Linked DNA regions of Xenopus laevis: region 2 is linked to region 1. A link is a contact called in public Hi-C data. All regions are on one chromosome and are shown on one strand. Each heading gives the region's core, a stretch centred on a gene start, on an enhancer-like site or on the middle of the called end of the contact. The rest is flanking DNA. Distances are from core to core; before and after follow the strand shown. Region 1 holds the start of LOC108715571 (Krueppel-like factor 4). Region 2 has its middle 83 kb from the start of slc6a9.S.

Region 1 (4,027 bases), core at 228-2,727:
GGGCATCATGTAGGTAATAAATGGGTGGAGCATCCGATTTCTCTTGCATCTCTACAATTCCAATTTATTTATATTATAGTTGGTACATGTTAAAAGTGCACACAAGGAAAATACATGAAGGGTTGCGTGGTCAATAACAGGTGTTTAATCCAGGGTACCCTATGGGTTTATGGCACTGTATATTGCACCTTGCACATAACTGATAACTGACTTTAATTTAATAACTCTGCCCTTACAATCTGTGGAATTTAAAAAAATATCAGGGACTGTGAAACTCATCATTACTTCACATGCTAAAACTGATGGAAATCTGATATTGTGTATATACTGTAGCTGAACTTTCCTGCATTCACAGCCTGCAGAGTGAGGAGATGTTATAACTAAACTCCAATATTACTATGAAGCTTTTCATTCATCCAGGTCATGGTATATCTAGTATAGGTCAATCTAAAAACAACTGGACTTGCTGACAGGGTCGGACTGGGGGGTCCGGGGCCCACCGGGACTGGTGTCCAGGGCCCCCCTCTGGCCCCCGCTACCTACTTGTTAGGCGAATCCCTGCTCGGCGCCCAGGCGGCGCATCGCGCATGCACAAACGGCGCGCATGCGGAAACGGAAACGGCGCGCATGCGCAAACGGCGCTGCAATGCGCCGAAATTTTTTTAATTTTTTTTAAAACTGTTTGGGAGAGGGGGACTGGCCCAGTCCGACACTGCTTGCTGAGTAATCAGCAAGATCACCTGTCTGCTACATACAATGCTGTTCTAACTTCTATACCCCGGCAGTTTCAGAACACTTCACACATCCATTCATGCAACTCTCACAAGTAACACCTGTTTCTAGGAGTTGCATGACACATTGGATAATCCTATCACAGCAACTACACAGAATTTCTTCAGATGTCACCTCTTTGAAGAGTTACAATGTGAAATTGTGATTGGATTAGTGGAAGAGTTTATATGCCGAGAATTTCTCACACTAGTCAGTTGAACTGAAGGAGCTGCTCGGATGAGTAGTGAAACGTCTTCATTGATTACTCAGCAAGTCCAGTTGTTTTTAGATTTACCTAAACTAGATATAACTAAACTCCACGTTACAAAACACTGGAACACAGGGCAGCAATTGCACCTTTGAGATAGATCAGTCTCCCCTCCCATGTACCATGGCCATGTAAGATGCTATTTCCACCACATCTGCTAATCTCTATTTTCCTGTTGCAGTGAAAGTTAGAGGAAACGAGAAAAAAAGTAGATTGTGCTAGCGAGATAGAAAGGAAGAAAGGCTAGCATGTCCAAAGGTTTATTTTATATATGATTTTTTTTTGGTCTTGTTCAGGAAATTTACCCCATCTCCTCTTCCCGTTTGGCTGGACTGCTGCCTCAGTCCGGATCTGGATTTGCGTAGGCAGAGTTAAAAATAGCAGGGGTATATAAAGAGAGCAGGAGAGTCCCGCAGATCAAAACACAGTGTAAGGCCTCCAGATAACAAGGGATTTGCTAACACCAAGAAATCCTTCAGCAATCACAAGTCTCAACAGGGACAAGAAGTAAGTCTTATTCTGTGGAGCTAATCAGTGTGAGTATTTAGATATACATGATCTAAATAATTAGTTAGAAAGACAGCTATAGACCCATAATTAGATATATAGTCACAGATATATACAAATGTCTGTAAATCATACACAGCTCCTTTATTAGCATCTCTGTGGGTGGGTGCTCATCCGTTAGTAGTAGTAGTAGTAGTAGTAGTATTATAGAAGTAGTAGTAGTAATACTATTATTAACGCGACAACATATTCCACAGCTTTGTACAATAGACAGGTGTATACTCTGAACATACAACATTACTCACATACGGTAACTAACCAATAATAGATACAAGAGGTATTGCTGGTCCTGCCTGAAGAGTTTATGCCAAATATCCAAAACTATAAGGAAAGAAAGCACACACAGATTTTGTCCAGTGTGTCAGTATTTATGGGATATCCACCCAAAAACGTTTTTTCTTTTTGCATAATGAAAGAAAATATAATGCCAAGAAACTTTCCAATATCAATGAGTTAAACATGTTCAGTGGAATTAAAATGTTTGGTGGATGTAAATGTAATTCTAAGGGAGATCTGTGTTTGTTTACCTAACACTTGAAACAATGCATCAGAAAAATCTTATAGTCTTTCAATATGCCAGCTTTAGCTACTTTGTTTTAGTTGTCAGAACCAGCAGTGCAGTTAAGTATAAACAGCAAGACTGATACTTCTTTCAGTTTCATTTACAAATAAATTTAGATGCCTTTAAAAAGTGTAATTAACTCACATTGAAAAGTTGCTCGGAATAACATTTCTTAGGAAAAACTTTTTCGGATGGAGTTCCCCTTTAATCATTTCATTATTGTGCAAGACCTGTTAGTGCTTGCTTTTCTTATTTTTATTTATTTATTAACCTCTATCTTGCAGCACATTAATGCGGTGCTTTACAAGGACTTTTCATCATTAAGTCAGGGTATGCGGTTGCCTTATGCCTTGGTGCATTTTTCCAGTCTGTTTACTCGCAATAAGATATATGAACAGTGGATATAATAGGAAACCCTCAGGTCTTCCTTCCTATGTTGTGCTGAAGCTTTGTTACAATTCCTGGTTCCACCAAAGTCAAGTTCCTTAGGTGCCCTGATAAGATAAGCTATCTGCCTGTGTACACACCATCTGTAATTCAGCAGCCCATTGCAGGCTTTCCTTAAAGGGCTTGTTCACCTTTGAATTAACTTTTATTTCTGAGACAATTTGCAATTTGGTATTCATGTTTTACTATTTGTGGTTTTTGAGTAATTTAGCTTTTTATTAAGCAGCTCTCCAGTTTGCAATGTCAGCTATCTTGTTGCTAGGATCCAAATAATCCTAGCAACCATGCATTGATTTAAATGAGAGACTGGAATATAAATAGGAGGTGTCTGAATAGAAAGATAAGTAATAAGAAGTAACAGTAACAATATTTTTGTAAACTTTCAGAGCATTTGTTGTTTAAATCAGTGACCCCCATTTGAAAGCTGGAGAAGAAGGAAAATAATTCAAAAACTATAAAAAAAATGAAGACTAATTGAAAAGTTGCCTAGAATTGGCCATTCTATAACATACTAAAAGTTAACTTGAAGATGAAAAACCCCTTTAAGGTTTACTGCTTAGATTAGCAACTATGTGCCCCATGCCAGAAAGCAAGGCTCAGACGCAAAAGCAACAGTTATAAAATCTGATCATGTAAGAATCAAGGCTCTCAATTTAATTAAAAAGCAACAATAACTCTCAACTGAATTCAATAAACCACTGATGAGCTATAACAATTCCATTTGTAATGATGTAGAACTGTAAGATGTTTTGTATAATAAGCTATGTATTTAGCTGTGAAATTTGACAGTCATGTTTTCTTACTTTCCATATGCTCATCTCACTGTTCTATACAGGTATGTCATTGGCTAAGTATGCAAAGGTTTAGATTTCTCCAAAGCCAGGGTATAACTCCATAGCTAGGTTAGAACTGTAGACTAGAGGAAGGAGACCCTGTAACTGCTGGTGCTGGAGGGGGGGGGCTAGGAGCCCAATAAAAATGCCTCATTTGCAAAGATTATGAGGCCCTAAAATGTTTTTGCTATGGGGCTGAATACTTTTGCCACTGCATGTCTGATTAATGTGTGAAGTGATCTTGCTCACATAAGCTGTGCTGCTATATTATTCCATTACTGACCTGTAAAAGGGGCAGACACTATCAATGGGGAAGGCAGACATGGACATATAAATAGCAGTATATTATTGTTACTGTGCTCAGGTACATACCATCATGAGATCATGTTATCTGGTGGAAATATGAATTATACATCAATATGTACATATATAGGACCATTCAACGTCTAGTAGAGGCGGCTGTACTTTTACTACCATGCTGTTAAAAGAAAGCCCCCTTTTGGTCAGGGAAACAATGACATATCATCCATATGAAGAGGCAATCAGTTATGATAATCCACTCAGGCACAGCTGGCCACT
Region 2 (4,162 bases), core at 1,550-4,049, 110 kb before region 1:
ATTACATAGAAAAAAATACATTTAAATGTTAAATGCTTAAAATGGAGACTATGGGAGATGGTGTGCATGTAATGTGGATGTGTAATGTGTATTGTTTTCTGTATAATGGGTTTCTGGATAACAAATCCCATACCTGCAACACTATTTCCTAATTAATAGGTATAGTTCTATGGACTTCTAAAGCTTATGGTTCTTTCATGAGGATGAGTGATTTAGGGTTTTGGCACATGCTACAGGATAGGAGATTAAAGGAGAAGGAAAGGCTAAAATTAAGTAAGCTTTATTAGAAAGGTCTATATAACTACACCAGTAACCCCTCAAAGTAATGATTCTCTGATTCCTCAAAAGAAACACAGCATTTCTTTCCTGCTATTGTGTTAATATTGTGTATACATGGGCTTCTGTATCAGACTTCCTGTTTTCAGCAGAAACCTCTAGGGCTAGGGCTTGAGCATGCTCAGTTTGCTCCTCTCTCCCCCTGCCTTTTCCACCTCCCTCCTCCCCTCCCTGTTGCAATCTATCCTTTCAAATTCTTTTTATTAAATATTTTACAATAAAACAAGTTGACTTGTTTACAGCATGTAAATATATGCGCAGATTCATATCCCTGCTGTAATCTGAGCCCAGAGCTATGAGTGAGCAGGGAGAGAGACTCAGGCATGAAGTGATGTCACACCAAGCTAATATGGCAGCTGCTATCCTAAACAGAGAGAGCTTCTAGAGCGGTTTACTCAAGTATGGTAAAGCATTCTGCAGAATAAATATAGTCTTATAGCTTGCACTATTGGGGCTAATCTATTGGCAATAAACTCCTTTGGTAGCCTTTTTACAAAACATTACATTGGTACATCATAGGTTTGAGACCCAGTATTTTCCAAAAGACATCTTAACCCAAAAATAAATGATGTGCTTAGAGCAGTGCTATGATTAGAATTTAGGAAAAGTGTTTGTTGTATGTTTAGAACTGCAAGTAGAACCAGAAAACTACACACTTATGGGGCAATTTAATTATGAATATTAACAGGAAAATTTTCTTTTAAAAATAGTTTTTAGGTGTACAAAATTGGCCTGTGGGGAATATAAAATTGCAGTGGATATAGTAATCATATCAACTTGTTAAAACATTTCCAATCAAGGGCATGTAAAGGCAAAAAAATAAAATCCCATTTTTACTTTCTTTAATTAAAAAGATATTTATCTCCAATATACTTCAATTAAAAAAATGTGTACCGTTTTTATAAGAAACCTGACTGTATGCAGTGAAATTCTTCTACCTTTATTTACTGCTGTGGATAGGAATTCTCAGACATCCCTAACTGCTCTGCAGGGAAACAATCATACTTATGAACAGCAGGGGGAGCCCCTGCCTTACTTCCCAACCGTGCAGAACTCAAGCAGCTTTGTTTGTTTCCCGTAGAGCAGTCGGCAACTGTGTAGAGATTTGTATTGGATTTTATTTTTGCGTTTACATCCCCTTTACTATTTCCAACTCCAGCTGCAGGGACAAAGATCATGGAGTTGGAGAAAGTTTGTATCAAACAAAACAAAAACTATAAAATCCACATTAGATTACATGACAGCACAGGGCCGGGCCGAACCGGCCGGGCGCCCCAGGCAACCTGGCCGGCCACATCGCAGCGCAGCGACAAGGACTGCAGACCGGACTAGGGGTAGGCAGCAGTGAAAGGTACATGCCTGATGCCCCTCAAGCTTTGTGCCCTAGGCATGTGCCTACTCTGCCTACCCCTAGCTCATTCGATGGTCGAAGTAGCCAAAAAAAACATTCAAACTATTTTTCCTCTATTCCTTCACTCGAGCTAAGTAAATGGGCCCCCAAATGTCTAATTTATCAAGGTGTGTTTTATTTTACGCCATGCGGATGCCAGGGGAAGTTGCTCTAAAAAAGAATGCATTCAAAAAAATTACACATTTTTATGCTGTTTTTTTTTACACTGAGAAGCCTGGCAATGTGTGGCGAATTATTCTGCTGTTTCTTACACCACATAATAAATCTACCCCAAAGCATACTGTATGTCCCGCAGATGCACTCCATGATTCTTCTGTGTTTATCTGCACTAACAGGCGCAGTGTCGGCCTGCGTACAGCTACACGGAGCAAAAGTGGGCCCAAATTTTTCTCTTGTAAATCATTCAGTAGCTGTTTTCTTCTCATGCCAAATGCACTAGTGTTAATGGGTGTCACACTTCATCATGGATAATTTTGGTGCTACCTCTTTCTATGCACAGTGAATGGAGCTTATGCCACTGATAGTCTATACACCGAAAGCATGACACAAATTTGCAGGTGATATCTTGTATATGTATAAATAGAGATTGATTTTTCTAAAAGCTATATGCTTATGTTCAAATGAAAACTAAGGTATGCTCAGTCTGATTATCTCCTTTCAATGTGGATCACTTTTTGGCATTTTCCTTCAATGCTGCTTTCCTTTTCTTCCCCCTTATTTGTGTTACTCAATGGAAAGTGAAGTCAGACTTTCACTTTACTTTTTTTTGTTTCACTTTATTAAAATGCAAAACATACTCAGAATGTCCCAAAAATATGATTGTAATTGGGAATTTCTGAATGACTGAAACCCACCCTGTGTTTGGTGAGAGTCCTTGAGTTGCAAGGTGCTTGACTGAGAAACCTGCAAGTGGAGCCGTCTCCAGCTTTGAAACTTGACAGGCTTTTCATTCGGCCATTACTACCTGCCTTCCTCTTTGTAATGGCTCCCATTCCATTCCCCGGGGAGCCTATTGTGAAGGTGCCGTATGCCTCCTCTATGTAGCCATTCACAGCAGTCAGCTATTTATACTGCACAGCAGGGTTTGGAATCACAGACCTGCCTTAGCCTTTGGCCTGCCTGGTCAGAGCAAGTTATTAACAGCAGGGAACTAAACACAGAGCCAGTGGGCTTCTCCATAGGAGACCTTCCTTTTATATTCCCCTCACCAGAAGATGAGACAGGTAGACCTGGCCACACCAAGCCTGTAACCTGTAATTTCATGTATCTGCCCTGAAAATTAAAGCCCCAGAAAGCCCACATTTGTTGATGTGGAATTCTAATGCACACTGAAACCAAATTAGATTATTTATGGAGTAGAGTATCAGTTTCTAGGTAGACATTTTATGGTCTTCATCAGTACAACCAACAAAAATGTTGTTTATAGAATGTACGTATATGGAAATACTGACTACCCCATTGATTCAGATACTTTTTCTCACACTGAATCATATTACAGAGGAATAATTAAATAAAGACACATCCTAAGCTGTCCCTAAGGGAAAATCGCCTCTCCTGCAGGTGACAAAACTGCAGAAAATACCATTTGATCTGGAAGATCACAGTATGTAACATACCTCACAGGCATCAATCAGGTGTAATTGCGGCGAAATGTGGTTTATGCGGGGACTACCATAAGTAACCAATCTCTTATCTATATCATCTCTACAGCACACAGACACAGAATGAGACATACAGTAGTTAACACAATAAAACCAAACCATATGTCAAAGGAACCAGGAGTATTTGTGTTAAATAACACTCCATGGACTTGCTCTTGGCGCCACCCAAGCGTCTTTCCCAACTCCCATTTCAAACTGAGTGCAGTCTAAAGAAATATGTCCAGTGAGTGGCGGAAGTGACACCATTCGGATTTCCAAGTGTAGTCGCACTTATTTTAACGCATCTATGCAGCTGACTCAGGCAAATTTCCAGTTCACAACCACAATAATTCTGTAATTATGGGGGGGATGCTGCATTGTGGATAAAAATCATGGCACTCAGCGTACGCTGCATACGTGGGTTGCAAACGATCCCTCATGTTTTACCTCCTACCTAACAGTTTAAATCTATTTGTGCTTTTTATCAAGCTACCTGCACAAACAAAATGTGTGTGTCGGCCCCTGAAGATGTTAGGGATTAGGGGTAATGTTGGCATACTAGATTATGATTGTTTTGATCATTTAAAATGTACTTTGAGTATCATAGATGTCTCCAAAGCTTATCAAAGCGTTAAAGATCCCAAGTGTAACTGATGGGATCATTCATTATAAGCACTCAGGCATGAAACTCAGTTATATGGGCCTGCGTGGCAATCACTACTGATTGGCATAGCTATAATTAAACAGTGTCTACATAAAGTGGGATTGGGAGGGT

The links. Hi-C and Micro-C count contacts between places; a contact is called where the count stands out from the background.
Region 2: a contact with region 1 is called in a Hi-C map of the XL177 cell line, with 2.8 times the contacts expected there. The contact joins the enhancer-like site here to the promoter of LOC108715571 in region 1. A contact is called at or near these places in 2 of 4 Hi-C or Micro-C datasets (the XL177 cell line and the XTC cell line).

Annotation. Positions count from the first base shown.
Region 1 is chr4S:71,860,867-71,864,893 of Xenopus_laevis_v10.1, reverse strand. It overlaps LOC108715571 (Krueppel-like factor 4), which reads left to right and starts at 1,477. Exons shown (of 3, transcript XM_041561447.1): 1 at 1,477-1,546. LOC121393308 (a long non-coding RNA gene) reads left to right here and starts at 1,503. Exons shown (of 2, transcript XR_005960966.1): 1 at 1,503-1,575.
Region 2 is chr4S:71,975,433-71,979,594 of Xenopus_laevis_v10.1, reverse strand. No RefSeq gene overlaps it. Among protein-coding and RNA genes, the nearest start is that of slc6a9.S, 83 kb to the left of the region's middle. Within about 2 kb of position 2,799, at least 2 of the 7 cell types and tissues checked have an H3K27ac peak or open chromatin away from gene starts, as enhancers often do.